Linked DNA regions of Zea mays: region 2 is linked to region 1. A link is a contact called in public Hi-C data. All regions are on one chromosome and are shown on one strand. The core of a region is the stretch at or near the end of the contact, and the rest is flanking DNA. Distances in the headings are between cores, read along the strand shown.

The links. Hi-C and Micro-C count contacts between places; a contact is called where the count stands out from the background.
Region 2: a contact with region 1 is called in a Hi-C map of leaf, with 4 times the contacts expected there. The contact joins the promoter of LOC100382003 here to the promoter of LOC100272537 in region 1. A contact is called at or near these places in 17 of 25 Hi-C or Micro-C datasets (bundle sheath, ear, endosperm and 5 more) and 1 of 3 datasets of contacts at active chromatin or transcription factors (seedling).

What each region holds. Positions count from the first base shown.
Region 1 is chr10:146,448,583-146,451,795 of Zm-B73-REFERENCE-NAM-5.0, forward strand. It overlaps LOC100272537, which reads right to left and starts at 1,755. Exons shown (of 2, transcript NM_001365875.1): 1 at 1,082-1,755. The coding sequence starts at 1,681. The coding sequence ends at 1,088. It overlaps LOC100282349 (LSM7-like), which reads right to left. Exons shown (of 5, transcript NM_001155261.3): 5 at 2,463-2,962. The coding sequence ends at 2,876. LOC111590357 (small nucleolar RNA Z278) reads right to left here and starts at 243; the gene lies at 131-243. LOC111590358 (small nucleolar RNA Z278) reads right to left here and starts at 486; the gene lies at 374-486.
Region 2 is chr10:146,588,257-146,591,386 of Zm-B73-REFERENCE-NAM-5.0, forward strand. It overlaps LOC100382003, which reads left to right and starts at 1,306. Exons shown (of 2, transcript NM_001174770.1): 1 at 1,306-1,662; 2 at 1,872-3,130. The coding sequence starts at 1,444.

The DNA of each region.
Region 1 (3,213 bases), core at 505-3,004:
CAACAAATAATCATTACATGAACAATAACACACAGCTACCTAAGCATACTAAATCAGTCATCAAAGAACAATTCTCAAACAGAATAATGCATGCAACAAACCAAGACAAAACATTAGGCCTTATTTATAAACATCAGTAAATGCCCAGGTATCTCATTTGAATGTAGGACCCCAAGTAGGTTCTCCCTGAAACAGGGCTTGGAGTTACCTACACCTCACATGTTGGGACAACTCGTCATTGGCTACTGTGATGGTGAAAATTGAAGGCGTCCAAGTTTCACAATCTTTCAAATGTAACAGTGAAAGATAAGAAAGAGCTGAACATAACATCAGCGAAAATTTAAACAAGAACTACAGTGCACGCAAAAAATACATATCAGAAAATGCCTCAGATCTCATTTGATTGTAGGACTCCAAGTAGGTTCTCCCTGGAGAGCAGCGACTTGGAGTTGTCTGCACCTCACAATTAAGCAACACATCATCAAAAGCAAGAAAATTTTAAGCACATTTTTCCATCTATGATCTGCCAAATATATAAATATTGAAAATTTAAGTCAAGAAGAATAAATCACGCATCTAGTTCAAAATGTCGTAAAAGCACTCATGTGGAACCCCAACTAAGATCGTGTTTGGGCAGGCTCCGTGCAGGCAACTCCTACCAAGCCAGAAGGGCGGAGCATACAGAAGTATGTTGCCAATAACAAAGGTAAGTGAAAGCTGAAGAAAATAACTTATCATAACAATAACCAGCGAACACTAAACAAGCTAAGGACAAGCAACCGCAGCGTTGGCTGATTTAGTGAGAGATTTTAGAAGCAATACCACAACAAAACAGTAAGCTTCCACGTTAAACTCACCAATAATTGCTATGTGCCTCCATGACTGGGCTGCCTTGAGAGTGAACATTCTCAAGAAACCAAAGGTGAGGAGAGGCACATTTACATACTACACATTCTACAACGAAACTACTAGTTTGATCTGTCAAACAAAATCACAGTATAATCACACCGAAAACGCGGTGGTGACTAGCAATATGTTAGTAGAGAGCATAACATCTAGAGCTTGAAAGGAAAAGGCTTACCCTACATCAAGTGATAGCCTTCTTATCGGGTGAACCAGAAGACTGGGGAGAAGAACCAGTCGCCGCAACTGGTGCGTCGTGGGAGCAGCACCCACCGGGGCCGTGATGGTGGTGGTGGTGGTGCTTCTTGGGCTGTGGCTGCCGGAGCAGCTTGCGCATGTCGAACGCGTCCTCCCCATCGGCATAGTACTTGGCCTCGATGTCCTGGATCTGGTACCCGAGGGTAGAGGTGTAGAGGTTGAAGGCAGCGCGGTTGGATCGGCGGACGTGGAGTGACACGTACTCAGCGCCGAAGACCTGGTCCATGGCGGCCTGCGCGGCGGACATGAGCTTAGTGGCGAGCCCGAGCTTGCGGTGGGAGCGGAGGACCGCGAGGGAGGTGATGTGGCCGTGGCAGGGCTCGGAGGGGTCCTCCTCCATCTTGGCGAGCACGTAGCCGACGATGCTGCCTCCGTAGTCCTCGGCGACGAAGAGGAGCTGCGGCCACGAGAGCATGTGGTAGAAGTAGTACTTCATCTGGTAGTTCTCCGGCAGGCACATCAGGTTGCACGCCTGCATCGCCAGCAGGTCTTCGATGGTCGCCTGCCGGATGCACACCATCTTACCTCAGCCTAAATCTAACCTCTACTCGTCTCTGCGATGCGGTGGATTCTGTGGTTCTCCGACGATAGGTGGTGATGGTGATGCGGACGGCGGCGGCCGCATGGCCTCTATTAATACTGGGAGGCTCGAGGTCGGGGAGGTCTTGACCTAACCCTAGAAGAGAAACGGGCGGAAATAGGCCTGTGGGCCGTGTGATTTGTTGGCCCGGCCTATGACCAACAACTTCATCGAACGTAAGAGCATCTCCAAACTCCAATCAGGTTATTTTGAGTCATTAATAGAAGCTGATCATTTTAACTCTATGCAGAAGCTGATCATTTTGATTATAGGCTTTCTTTCATTATTTTGTTTCGAGCGAAAGTTTGTGACCAAAACGTGTAAAGTATGTGTTCGTACAGCTTATGCTGCAAAGAACTGATAAGTTCTGCTTGGTCAATTCTACAATGGCGTATGGTGCTAACTGTTGTTTTTGGTCTTGCAATAAACATTAGCATATGCGTGTCTTTTGTGAGTTTGGTAACAAAAAAATGCTAGACTAAATAAGTGCTAGTTCCAAAAATTGTTATGTTTTAGTGAAGTTGAGAAAAAACGTAAGATGTTGTTTGTATCCTTTCATTTAGAAGGAATTGAAAATCTACTTAATAGGTGTTTAGTTTCTACTGACTAATTTTTAGTTTCTAAATTACCAAATACAAAACTAAAATAAAATTTTAGTTTTGTATTTAGCAATTTAGAGACTAAAATAAAATAAAATAGAGCGACTAAAAATTAGTCCTTAGAAACCAAACACCCAAAATACCATAGTATTAAAAAACTTTGAATTCAAACAGCCCCTTAAACTTACGGGCTAAATATATCTATCAAACAACCCTAACGTGAGATCTGATTTTGTCCCTAAATTCTAAGGGGTGTTTAAATGTACTATAGTTAATAGTTAGTTGGCTAAAAAAATACTAGTGGATTTAGCTAGCTAACAAATAGATAGCTAATTATTAACTAATTTACTAAAAATAGCTAATAATTGAACTCATAGCTAGGATGTTTGGATGTCTCCAACTAATTTTAGTCACTAACTATTAGATCTAGTGCATTTAAACACCACTAATAAGCCGCACAGCTGCACACGATACAACAGATACACGAGAAACCGGTTCTTTTCCCACAGGGACATATTGTTCCGAGGGGTGCAAGCTATGCTCCGTCCGCGAGGAAAGGGTTGGCGATCTCATCAGTCCCATCAGTCGGTGAGACCAGCATGACTGCCGTGCCTCTGCACACCTGCAAAAACCAGAATGGGATGCATGTTGTTCAAATCTGCAGTCGTAAAGCCCATGCAAAAGGAACATCGCATGTATCAAAGGTATAATTTATTTATCAGCCACTAGACAATTATGTTGTTTCTTACATTTCTTCAGATGATGCCTAAGCCTAACCGATAATTAGGGGTGTTTGGTTTCCCTTTGCTTAAGTTTAGTTATGTGCCAAACATCCAATGTGAAGCGGACTAAACTTTAGTCAGGGAACCAAAC
Region 2 (3,130 bases), core at 56-2,555, 140 kb after region 1:
GCTAAACCCTCAACATCTTGGGGAGAACTGGCCAGTCCTTCTGGAGAAGATATGTCTATGTTCTTCAGAGGAAAATGAATGATAGATGGCGCCTTTTTACTTCACATTGAAGTTCTGTACCAATGTGCTTCTTGGTGCCCATCCGATGTACATTTGAGCTGGAAGTGGCAAGATTGCAGGCACAACACAGAATATGCACATATGGGGTCAAAGCAGAATTCTGATTCCACGTTCAGCCACCGGAGTTGTAGTGAAAGAAAGACATTCTTTTTTTCCTGATAAATCATGCCCAAATAAAGGAAAACGTCTTCCGGCCAAGCCATGCAGCTTAGGCCTCATTAGCACTTACAAGGTGGATAGTGTTACATCTAAAAGTCCCAACTTCTATGTAACATCTGGCATAAGGGACCGGGAGCAGCAAAATGCAAGTGTAACACTTAAATGCGATTGCAGGATTTAAGAACATTGTTGTTTTACATGTTTTTTGCAGTGAATCAGATCACACATGTTGTATTAGTTAGAGAATGATGATTTATTTTGTATTATTATGGATTTCATAGATTATTTTAGTTTTCTCTGAACTGCAATTGTTTCAATAACATATTTCAATAACATAGGAGGAGACTTCCTTGAATGACATTTAGGTGAATTTTTAAGGTATGTCCATTATTCCATTACAGAGTACAAAGCCTACTTCGTACAACTCACTGTTCACTGTTGTCTAAATAGATTGAAATAATGTGGTGAAGCTGTCATGGAAGGATAGCCGAATATATGGACTCTTAAGTAGCTTAGTCACTGCAAAGAATACAATTGAAATTCATTACATCAACTAAGTAACGTACCAATGAATCAATAAAAAAAGTTCCCTCTATTGACACAAGTAATTATAAAACATTCTATCACGTGGCTACGTTTATTTACTACAATCAAACATCAACTAAGCTTTATATATATTTCATATAATTTTTTTACTCCCGTCGCAACGCACGGGTACTCACCTAGTATAATCTATAAGCTGAAACAAACAACTCCATTGTCAGTGTGGCCATTGTTACAAAATTTGACCTACACCGTTTTTTGAAATTAAATAGTAAAATAAAAAAAGGACAAAAGCGTCTCCGTTGCTTTGTTCCCGCGGTGAAGAGAAAGCATCGACGAAGCGGTAACTTTGCCCACTTTGGATCTGAACGGGCAGGCAGGCAGATCAACAAGTCGCAGCGCAGTCAAGCAAGGCACGTCGGTCCAAGAGCACGACGAGCAGACGACGCTGCCGGCCCGGCCGTGCTGCTCCTCTGAGTCCGAGATCTGAAGGCGCGGCAGGAAGGAAACGGGCGGGCGAGAGGATCCAGCAGCCCTCCCCCACGCGCGCGCGACGGTTAGCGCGTCCCAGATCTCGGTGCGGCGCCTCCCGCCCGGCCCTGCCGGCGAGAGCGCGGCCCGATGAGGCGGCGGCCGTTCCTGGACCAGCGGCGGCCTTCGTTCAAGCGCCGGTGGCAGCAGCGCCCGTGGTGGGTGCGCCTCGCGCTTTCCCTCCTCCTCGCCCTCGCATGCGTCCTCCTCCTCGCCGTCCTCCTCGGCTCCCCCGACCCCGGCGCCTCGCCGTCCACCTCCGCCGCGTCCTCCGGATCTGAGACCACCTCCTCACCTCTCCTCCGTCAGGTAAGCACGTCGCATTTTTCGCATTTAGTGGATCGTTTCGTCATCTGGCCGTTTGACTACGGGCATGCCAATTTTAGTCAGTAGCCATTGCACCTGCTGAATCTGCTTAAGCTGTGTCTAGTGCTAGCATTTGTTGAAAGATGAATAATGAGCGCTAGCGAGTAGCATCTGCAACCTTTTTTTTTTCAAACCTCTCCTCTCGCGTGCAGAGAACTTACCTGGAGGGAATCACGGATGCGCTCAACATGACTGACGAAATGCTGAGCGCCCGCTCGTTCTCGAGGCAGCTCATGGACCAGATTTATCTAGCCAAAACATATGTCGTCGTTGCCAAGGAGGCCAACAACCTGCAGTTTGTGGCGGAGCTTAGTGCCCAGGTACGGCGGGCGCAGAGCATCCTTGCGCATGCTGCAGCCTATGGGGGCACGGTGATGGAGCAGGAAGCAGAGAAGGCGATCAGGGATATGTCGGTGCTGCTCTTCCAGGCGCAGCAGCTTCGGTACGACAGCAGTATCACAATCATGAAGTTGAAAGGCCAGATTCAGTCCCTAGAGGAGAAGTCGAAAGTTGAGGTGGAGAAAAGCACAAAATATGGCCAGATTGCTGCTGAGGACCTCCCAAAGGGACTTTATTGCCTTGGTGTCCGGTTAACCATGGAATGGTTTAAGAGTCCCGAGCTTCAGAGGAAGTTTTCGGATAGGAGCCCAGCAGTGCAGAGCAATCTGAGGGATAACAGCCTCTATCATTTTTGTGTCTTCTCAGACAACATCCTTGCTGTTTCAGTTGTTGTTAATTCTACGGCTATAAACTCGAGGCACCCTGACAAGGTTGTTTTTCACTTAGTGACTGATGAGTTGAACTATGCTCCGATGAAGGCATGGTTTGGCATGAATGACTACAGAGGGGTCACTGTGGAGATACAAAAGGTGGAGGACTTTACCTGGCTCAATGCATCGTATGTTCCCGTTCTTAAACAGCTACAGAATGCTGCTACACAGAAGTTCTACTTCTCTGGCAGTGGTAGTCGTGGAACACCAATTAAATTCAGGAACCCAAAGTACTTATCAATGCTTAACCACTTGAGGTTTTATATTCCAGAAATATATCCTGAATTGCAGAAGGTGGTATTTCTTGATGATGATATCGTTGTTCAGAAGGACCTATCAGAATTGTTTACTATCAACCTCAATGGCAATGTGATGGGTGCTGTAGAGACTTGCATGGAGACATTCCACAGATTTCATAAGTATCTTAACCATTCCCATCCTCTAATCCGTGCTCATTTTGACCCTGATGCTTGCGGCTGGGCATTTGGTATGAACGTGCTTGATCTGGTTGAATGGAGGAACAAGAATGTGACAGGCATATATCATTATTGGCAGGAGCGCAATGCTGATCATACTCTATGGAAGCTTGGGTCTTTACCACCTGGACTTCTTGCTTTCTATGGCTTGGTTGAAGCATTGGA